Regions from separate parts of the Arabidopsis thaliana genome. Here region 2 is linked to region 1. Evidence: chromatin contacts called from public HiChIP or PLAC-seq data. All regions are on one chromosome and are shown on one strand. The core of a region is the stretch at or near the end of the contact, and the rest is flanking DNA. Distances in the headings are between cores, read along the strand shown.

Region 1 (4,655 bases), core at 1,586-4,085:
CATTGTTCAGATGGACCTGACCAGGCTGGCATTGGCGGTCAGAGAGATCAGCGTTGAAGGGGTTACAGAGTAGAGGCATTAGTGGACCTGACTGGTTGTAATAAAGAGGCCGGAATTGAGGCGGGAAATTCCTGTTGGTCATGTTGCTAATGGCATTGTCAAGAAGATTGACCAACTGGTATGTTACAAGCTTAGTCCGAGTCAATGTTTCTCTCGCGGTTGCATTATCAACACACGGTAGAATATCGTCTAGAGCCGTGTGAGCTGTTGGGTTTTGGACCCATTGGTCCATCGCAACACACGTATCCCCTACAACGCTGACAAAGCAGAAGCCATTTTTTTCTTTGAAGAAAGCTATCAATTATTGAGTAGACAAATAATGGTAGTGAGAGAAGAGAACTCACTTGTGTAGAAGTAAAAATCCACCACATAAGACGAAGGTAACCGTGACGAGAATCCAACCAAGGATCACCAACCTGTCCATTGATAATCACAACAAACTTTTCAGCATATAGTGGAACCAATGTAAAACAGAACATAAGAAAATGAGACTTCACTTACGTATATACAAGGCATTGCAGTCCAAAAATAGAGAGAACTGTATGAGAATAATGCAAGTTAAGTTCTGCAAGTTAAAGAATTTGCTAATGCATATAACATGAAGACTTACGAAATCCGATAAACGCAAGGAAAAGCATCACAGCAGCGATGATGACGAGAGCAAGTCTCCTACAACAATTAGAGACAAAAAATCATAAGCAAAAAGGTGAAAAACAGATGAAAGATAAAGATATGGTACAGAATATTTACATGATGTCCAAGACATTTTGTATCTTGTCTTGGTTCTCCATTGTTTTCACAGAAAGAGTTGTGGCGGACGAGTTTATCTTTCCCTGTATGTTGTCGATACTCGAGAGAACATCTTGTGGCAAAATGCTGGATTGCACATCAACCTTCTTAGCTGCATTAAGATAATCTGACACATTCCTGAGGTTTTCTGACGTGAGATTCGCTTGACTCACGACATAGTCCAAAGTATCGGTTGTGCTAGCATGAAATTTCCCTTGACCAGTGTAAAGAAAAACACATCCTATACTGGAATATCAAACACAAGATACATAAATATCCAGCAAGAAACAACGATGACGAATAGAATAGCTCGTGAGAATTACATTGCTGCGATTGTGAACGAGATGAGGAGGATAAGGGATAGAGCATAAGCAACCCGGGAATAACCATAAGATTGACGGGCACAGCAGCAATAACAAAGGCAAATCAGAGACAATGATAGCCCAAAGAACACAAACCAGACTAGTGCTATTATAATGAAAGGCGCCGCTGTATAACCAACAGACTGCACCACAAGCAAAGAATGATAGAGATTGATTAGTATGTCACCAATACCATACAAAAGACTCATCAAAAATATCAATTGGTATCAAACATCTTTCATCTATATAAGCATAATAAAACTGATTCAAGTAACAAGGCTAGTCATAGAGCTAATCCAAATTTCCATTGATTAATCCAGAGTGAATATTACAAAATGATAAAGATCAAAACTTTTAAAGTTCAAAATTCAGGAATATAAGAATCAAAGTCAAATAAACCAAACACCCTAACTACACTTAGTCATAGAATCAAAACTTTAATTAAAATTTAACTACAGTTAGCCATAGTTTTAATGGTAAAGATGAAAACTTTAATCAAAATATAGGAATATAAGAAGAACCCAAGTCAAGTAAACCAAGCACCAACTAGTTATGAATCCTAATCCACTGATTAATTCATCATGAGCATAACTACACCTTAAAAGTTAAAACAGTCAAACTCCATTTAGCCATACTTTTGATGGTAAAGATTATAACTTTAATCAATATTTAGGAATATAAGAAGAACCCAAGTCAAGTAAACCAAGCACCAACTAGTTGTGAATCCTATGCTATTGATTAATTCATCATGAGCATCATAACTACACCTTAAAAGTTAAAACAGTCAAAACTCCACTAGACTTTTGATGGTAAAGATTATAACTTTAATCAAAATTTAGGAATCTAAGAAGAACCCAAGTCAAATGAAGCAATACCCACCTGGTAAGGAGAGAGATTTCACACAACAACAAAAAAAAAACATTTTTGGACCACAGAAATAAAAGACTCACAGTCAAATAATGGGAATTGCTTATATTCCATCCACCAGTGTAGAGTTTGAAATTATCAGCAGGATCTTTTCTTCTTGTTCTCTTTGCAGCTAAAATCAGAGATGAGTTCTCTCCACTTTCCTCTGCAATTACTCTTTCTATTACACTTGTTCTCCATTCTTCTTCTACACCTCTTTCTTCTTCGTTACCAACCCCTGAATCAATCAAACACAAATTGAAAAATCTTATAACTATTAAAAAAATGGAGAAACAACTTTTGAAAAATCTAAGTCTTACCAGTAATCGATGTTGTTCCAGTGACGACCACAAGAAACGAAGAGAGTAAACACAGAGACACAAGTATAAACACTCTTTGAGATCTGAAACACAACATTATGTCTGGTTCTTTTTTTTTTTAACTCTCTGTTTTTTTTTTCTGTTGTTGTTGTTGTAATGTTTATTCTCGATCGTGTTTGAGAAACAATGGGGCTCTCTCTCACGTTAAGAACACGATTGATTTGAGAGGCATTGCTTGACGCGGTTCTGTTTGATTCGTCGAATCATCGGTTTTTCCATAATTGATTTAATTTCCAAATGCAAATTAAGTTAATTTATTTTTTCTTTCAACATTTCGAAAATAGGTTTAATGTGCGCATTTGTAAAGTTAACCAATTTCTTACAAAAAGATGTTCCGAGTAAATATATTTATTAATAAGAAAATCAGAAGTAGAATATTTTAGTTGTGATTATATTCTCTTGTATAATTAAATTACGAACATAACATAAATTTTTGTTAATAAAATAATTTATGATAGTTATGCGGCATAACTTGTGCCGACGCGTCACAAAACAAATCTTTGAGAATAAAGACTTGTTGTTGGAGGTGACAGAGATATTTTATCTTTTGGGTACAACTGTCCCTTAGTTTAATAATTAAAACTTAAAAATCTTGAAACTAAATCTTCCAAGTTCCAAGTAATTGTAATAGATTCTTTGGTACAAACTTTCGTATTTACTATTAAACTGTCTTCAACTACCGTTGTGAATTTGTGATGTAAGGTCGAAGATTATTTAGATTTGTTACTATGTGGCCAAAAAAAAACAGATTTGTTACTGAATTATTAATTTCAAAAATGTTTATGAGTTTTTATTTATCAAACAAAAAATATAATACAATAAAATAAAATAAAAATCTTCAGAATAGAGAACTGACTAAAAATATATAATAATTTAACCGGATTTTTAAGTTTATTTCTTAATGAAAATTGAAAACACATAAATAAAAACAAAAATACTAGTGCTGAGTTAGATAAATATGCACATCTGCATATTATACCCAATCAATTTTCATATTTGTTGGAGATAATCTGCTTTTCTAAAAATAAACATATAACTAATTATTAATTAATCTTCACAAAAAAAAATCATTAGAATCAAATCAATTATTTTCTCTCTCTTCTCTCACAACAATCTTTCAGAGAGAGAAAAGTGTTTTCCTTTATTTCCGACGATGTTTTGTCGGATTTTGTTTCCGGTGAAATCCGGTTTTGTCTATTCTCGCCCAAGTGCGAGTCTATCTTAGCCACTATGGCTAGTTTTTTGTTTTGTTTTTCTCTCCTTTTGCAGATCTTAGATTTCTTTTGGAGAAGAAGAATTAGAAGCTGAGTGCTTAATTCAGAATCTCAAGAATCATCAGTTTCTCAATTCTGGTCAAGGGGAGAATAAATCCTTCATACCCCTAATGGACCGTAATCGGCTAATGATGAAGGTTTCTCTTTAAGATTGTGAATTGTGATGAGTGGGACTTGATGGCCGGCGTAGAACAGTTCAGAAGAGCGTGTTTTGCGACTGATCTGACCTCTCGCCATGTCGTATGTTCCAGCAGTTCATAGATCTGATGACTCGGATTCCTGTTTCTTTTCACTCAGAGAATTTAGCAAAGGCAGAGAATTGGTGATTGGAGTTTTAACTGAATTCTGGTAAAATCCTTGGATGGCAAACGATGATTTGATTAGCAGAGTTCGGTGGATTTGATCGGAGTTTCAGCCCGGTGGAAACGCTAGGAATGAGTCGGTTGCGTCTTCTTCCACCTTCAGCAGATGTTACACACGTGTCACATACACATGTCCCTTTTACCCATACGTGTTCGTCTATTTTGATTGTAATAGCTATATTGGGTTAATTGGGCTTTCTGTACTTGGGATCCTTTTCACCATGTATCCCTTTTATGGGTTTAATGAAACTGACGAAAAAAAAAAAAAACTAATTATTAATTATTCGTGGCGTAAGATTCACACATAATGACTAGATATTTTTCTTTTCTTGTTTAATTTATTAAGTACTAGATTTTAACCCGCGGTACACCGCAGGAACAATTTATTTTATAAAGGTAGCATATATAAAAGTTTGCAAAGTGTATCTATCTATAAAATATTTTTATTTTATAGTTTACAATTGTTATTAAGTAACGTCCTGTCAAATCTGTCCCGTCAACCCGTCTCGTAAAAAAAACAAA
Region 2 (4,809 bases), core at 167-2,666, 42 kb after region 1:
TTTAATTCTATATACTTAATATTATTGATGATATTTCAATTCTAAATAATAACTCACACACTGTTTCTATATTTTATTTAGTAATTAATACAAATTTTCATCTTACACATTTAATTGTACAATACAGCTTAACTATTTATTTAATCATAGTAAACTCGATATTAACTCTACACACTTTATCTTAAGTGATAACAATTTCATATCATAATTATATCTGATCAAATCTATATCTTAGTTATTACTAAAAATAATTAACAACTAAGAAAATATAATTGATAAAGATAAACAGAAAAATTCACAAATTAAAATATGTGGAAAAACATGTTCAAAATCTATACTTTATATATTGTGTAATCTCGTATACTAACTTCTCATTAAGTTTTTGAAAAGTTAATCATATAAACAATTTTCCCAAATAATTTATGTTTTCACTTATTACTACATGATTTAAATTCAAGGAATAAAACATTAGTATAAGTTTGCATTATCACATCAAAGTATGTGATCCCTTCCATCATATGATGCATTAAATTTGATAGAATAGAACATAAGTATCCAAAAAATTATTTCTTATAAGCTCATTAAGTTTTTTTTTTGTGTGTTTTAGCTTAACGAATCAAAACACTATATTACAATGAAAGATACAATTTTATCCAACTAAATTAATATTAAAAAAAATATTTTTTATTTTAAACTTCTATGGCCTTTTAAATAGCTATTATTCATACTAAATGATTTTAAAAAAAATTAATACATGCTAAATTTAATTGACCAATAACACATATAAAAACAAATTTGTGAATTTTCTTTTTGGTTAAAACAAAAATTAGATATAGACATAAATTAGTATATGTAAATTTGCTTTTTCTTTTTTTTTTTTATTTCTTCAAGGGAAAATAACAAAGTTTAAAAAATTTCTGATAGATGTCATTATCTGATTGATAGACTTGTCATGTGACACAATCTTATGAGTTATTAACTTTGAAAACCCTACTTTATATAATAAGATTTATTTATATTTCTTTTTAGTGTTTTTTTTTCGTACCCTGTTTGAAATGTGATGTGGGTGAGGGTGTAGGAAAGTAAAATTGTATTGAGAGAAGTCGTGTACGTGGATCTCACTCGCGGTGATTTTTCTCTCAACTTTGTTCTTCTTCTGATCACAATTTCCTACACCGGTGGTCGGATTCTCCATCGATTCCAGCGATGATGAGGGCCCAAAGGCTCATGGTTCTTCATCTGTAACTTGTAACATCTCTCCGGCAAAGCAATCTGACCATAATCAAGGGAGTTGTGGATGGAGAAGTGTCTGCCCGACTCCGACGCTAAGAGCTCCACCATCGATGTAGCGATGCGGAGTGGAAGACGGAAATCTAAGTGAGATCTGAGAGAGGCAAACAGTTAGAATTAGGACCATAAATTCTGAAGGTTTCACGGGATCTCTGTCGATGGGGGAGGTATATTCAGATCTGGTGAAGCTATGTCAACGTCGAAGGTCTTTTTTTCTACTCCCTACTGTTTCTCTCTCTCACGGCCGAGCATTAATCTCCTCGTCAAAGGCAAGATCGGATCTCTTCCTCCTTCTTAAAACGACTCTACGGTGGCGAGATGACAACAGATCTTGGATCACCATCTTGTTCGGCTCGCGTCGTCCAGACTCACCAGATATCTTGTTCTGGCGAGAATCTACAGTATTGGACGGTGGCTTCGTTCAAGTTCTTTGAGTGGAGATGTGGTGTGGGTGTAAATGAATATTCTCCCATGACAAACAAAATAAATTTAAAGATAAGAGTACCATTTAAAAAAAAAAATTAGAGAAGGTAATAGTGTTTTTATTTTTGATTACCCACACATATATAAGTAGCTACATCCATTTTCGCAAAACGAAACGAAAACAATTTATACTCAAGATCTACGTAGGCTTCAAGTTATGAAACATAGCATCCCATCGTGTGTCATCATCCCTTTTATTGTACTCCACATACACACTTGGGCTTGGTGGTCTTCCTTTCAACGGCCCTGATAATCTCAATCGTTCGTTTAAGTTTCCATCTAACTGTCCCGACACAATAGGGCTTCTATAAGCTAAAATGAGTCTTTCTTGGACACTTCTATCCAACGGTCCAGATAGGTTCATGCTTCGGTTGCTTACTAACGTCATTTTCTCTTGTATTCCATGGTTTCGATCCAACGGTCCAGATTTCACAATCCTTTTCCTCTTTATCACAGGTAATCTCTCCACTTGTACCACAGCTTTTTCAGCATTGACTTTATTGTTATTACCTGAAAGTTGTTAACTAATTTTGTCAACAAAAACGTTTTAACTAACACCACTTCAACTACAAACCCTAATTATCCAAACATTACTTTAAAAAAAAAAGTACTTATGGATTTACAAAACTTAGACTTCTTACGTCATTCATAAATGCAATTTTGTTATTGTACAAGAACATATTAGTTTTGTTGTAATTAAATATCTATAAAGAAAATCGGGTTGCAATAAGTAGTGATTAGGTGCATTATTATCTTGACCTACCAGTCAAAAAGGCTCCGGTACGGTAGGCAGGCGGCGGCGACTGCTTCTCCTTGAGCGGTTCAACTACGGCGGTTCCTCCGAGAGAAAGCCACTTGTTTAAGCGATTGCCGACACTTTTGGTTGCCTTGATGACGACAGATATGAGTTTGGCCGAGACAGGACGATGGTTATAGGAGCTGAGTGCTTGTGTTTCTCTCTTTGAGAGTTTGAGAATCTCTACGCGGTGTTTGGTCACAGTAACACCAAGTCGCCGGAGAAAGTTGTGGTTGAAAAGGGCGATGTCTTCACCCTGGAGCTTCTTTTGGGCGAATATGAGTCCGTACTCGTAGCTTAGGGTCGGATCAAGGTCGGTTTTAGACAGCCATGAGAACCAATCCATCGTGTGTGTGTGTGTGTGTGTATCTGATGTTCTGTGAGTTTGGAGGACATTTGTATATATATGTGTGTTTGCGCAATTTATGGGTTATCTTTTGGACTAAATGAATTTACGGGTGCATACATATACATACATGAACATTTTTCTAACCTTTAAATAACACTTAAATTGATAACATTTTAGATTTGTTTTGGTCCCCTCTAAGAAAAAAAAAAAATTACAAATCGTCCAAAAGTATCTGTAGTTTTGATTAGTTTCTGGAAAAGAAGAATTATGAGGTTATTTTTATTTTGTATATGAGGGACACACATAAGGGACAAATAAAGGAGTAACGAAAAATACGGCTTTAGGCTTTCTATATTTCTAAAGCAATAATGTAGTGGTTGTGACTTAGAGAGATTTCTTTTTCAACCACTCCATTTTCTTAAGTTCTCGGAAAACGAACATGTAATATGGGATGAATTGACATCACAGTTTAAAATTATAGTAGTAATTTCTTCCTTTAAACAGAGTGCAAAAAAACGGACCTTACACCAAAACAATAATGCAAAAGAGTAAGAAGCCTAATTACATACAACATTGTATTGGTTTTCTTTTGGTATTGAGCATGGTGCCGAATTTAGTTCATATTAAAGATTTTCTCCATGTTGTTATTGAATAATTTTAGCATTATTTTTTTTTATAAACTCTATCGGCTGATCCGGTTATTTTCGGTAGAAACGCACCGAAATACTTCAGAGTGGACTTCTTTCCGAAGTACCACCACACTATTTGTCCCGAGTTTGGAATGTTTTCCGACTAATGCCAGAGGATAGTCAGGCCACCTGTATTTCTGACTACCAGGTAAACCAATTGGGTCAAGACCCAACTGACAGACTTCCCAAACAAATGTGATTTTTGTTTTCAGAGAGGACTGAACTCGGGTCTGAGAATTTCACCCTTTTCTAATCAAGTAGTTCCATACTTTCCAACTTATAATGAATTTTGACCGAGAACCAAATTATGCAAATCATTTGCTTCCGTCATCAAAATTATGATTCAATATATTTGTTTCTCTTCCAAAAAATTCTCTAAGATCAACGGATTAAACAACTTCTTTTGTAAGGTACAAGCGAGAATTCATAATATAGTAAAATAACGAAAAAAAAAATCATGTTATTTGGTACTTTTCGCAATTAACGGACCGCAAGTTTTTATATTGGTTCCATTTAAACATAAATCCTGAAAGACTTTCTATCCAGCTCTTAAAAAACTAACTATAACCCATAAAACATGGACCACAATGTATAACTAATCAACAAATTAATTTGGTAGAGCAGATGCACAGTAGTCAATGCTCCACTCCCCAATTTATTGGCCGAAAGTGATCCATTAAAGTGGTAGCCCCAAGTTGTGGTACCTGTCTTTAACCCAACCTCTACCTATATGCCTCTCTCCTCTCTTTCTCGTTGTCTTCAGCTTCACTTGATTTGGTGAATATGCTTCGTTTTAGTCTCTGTCTTTCACATGCTTATCTTGTTATGGGTTCTCTGTATGGGTGGGCATAATAACGTTTCCTGGAAAGAAAAAAAAAACAAACTGAATTGTAACTAGGTGATTTGGTTCAGTTTTGGTTCTCTTGAAAATCCATTTGGTTATCTTTACTAAAAATAATTCAGTTTCGATTGACATGGTTTAGAGCAGTTCATTTTTTGAGATTAGTGGGCTTTCAGGCCCAATGTTAGTGAGATAAGAGATTTTAGTACGTCTCACATTTGGTATTCGCTTCTGTTATTTTTTTGGGTTTTAGATTTTAAGAACTATATAACTACCAAAATATTTTTGTTAAGATCGGGTTCTTTCAGTTTTGGAGTTTATGATTCATTCGGATATTATCGGATATGTTTGGATATTTTAG

The links. HiChIP or PLAC-seq counts read pairs in DNA pulled down with a chosen protein or histone mark.
Region 2: a contact with region 1 is called in an H3K9ac HiChIP or PLAC-seq map of seedling, with 4 times the contacts expected there. The contact joins the promoter of AT2G12461 here to the promoter of AT2G12400 in region 1. A contact is called at or near these places in 15 of 26 Hi-C or Micro-C datasets (callus, cotyledon, leaf and 3 more), 2 of 2 datasets of contacts at active chromatin or transcription factors (seedling and shoot) and 1 of 3 other capture datasets (seedling).

What each region holds. Positions count from the first base shown.
Region 1 is chr2:5,005,607-5,010,261 of TAIR10.1, forward strand. AT2G12400 (plasma membrane fusion protein) reads right to left here and starts at 2,836. Exons shown (of 9, transcript NM_126891.4): 1 at 2,438-2,836; 2 at 2,162-2,355; 3 at 1,173-1,354; 4 at 811-1,095; 5 at 671-729; 6 at 562-598; 7 at 405-476; 8 at 1-317. The coding sequence starts at 2,534. It overlaps AT2G05695 (a long non-coding RNA gene), which reads right to left and starts at 4,266. Exons shown (of 1, transcript NR_140098.1): 1 at 3,927-4,266.
Region 2 is chr2:5,048,671-5,053,479 of TAIR10.1, forward strand. It overlaps AT2G12461, which reads right to left and starts at 1,417. Exons shown (of 1, transcript NM_001124832.1): 1 at 1,283-1,417. The coding sequence starts at 1,417. The coding sequence ends at 1,283. It overlaps AT2G12462 (sterile alpha motif (SAM) domain protein), which reads right to left and starts at 2,943. Exons shown (of 2, transcript NM_001036271.2): 1 at 2,537-2,943; 2 at 1,764-2,283. The coding sequence starts at 2,915. The coding sequence ends at 1,913.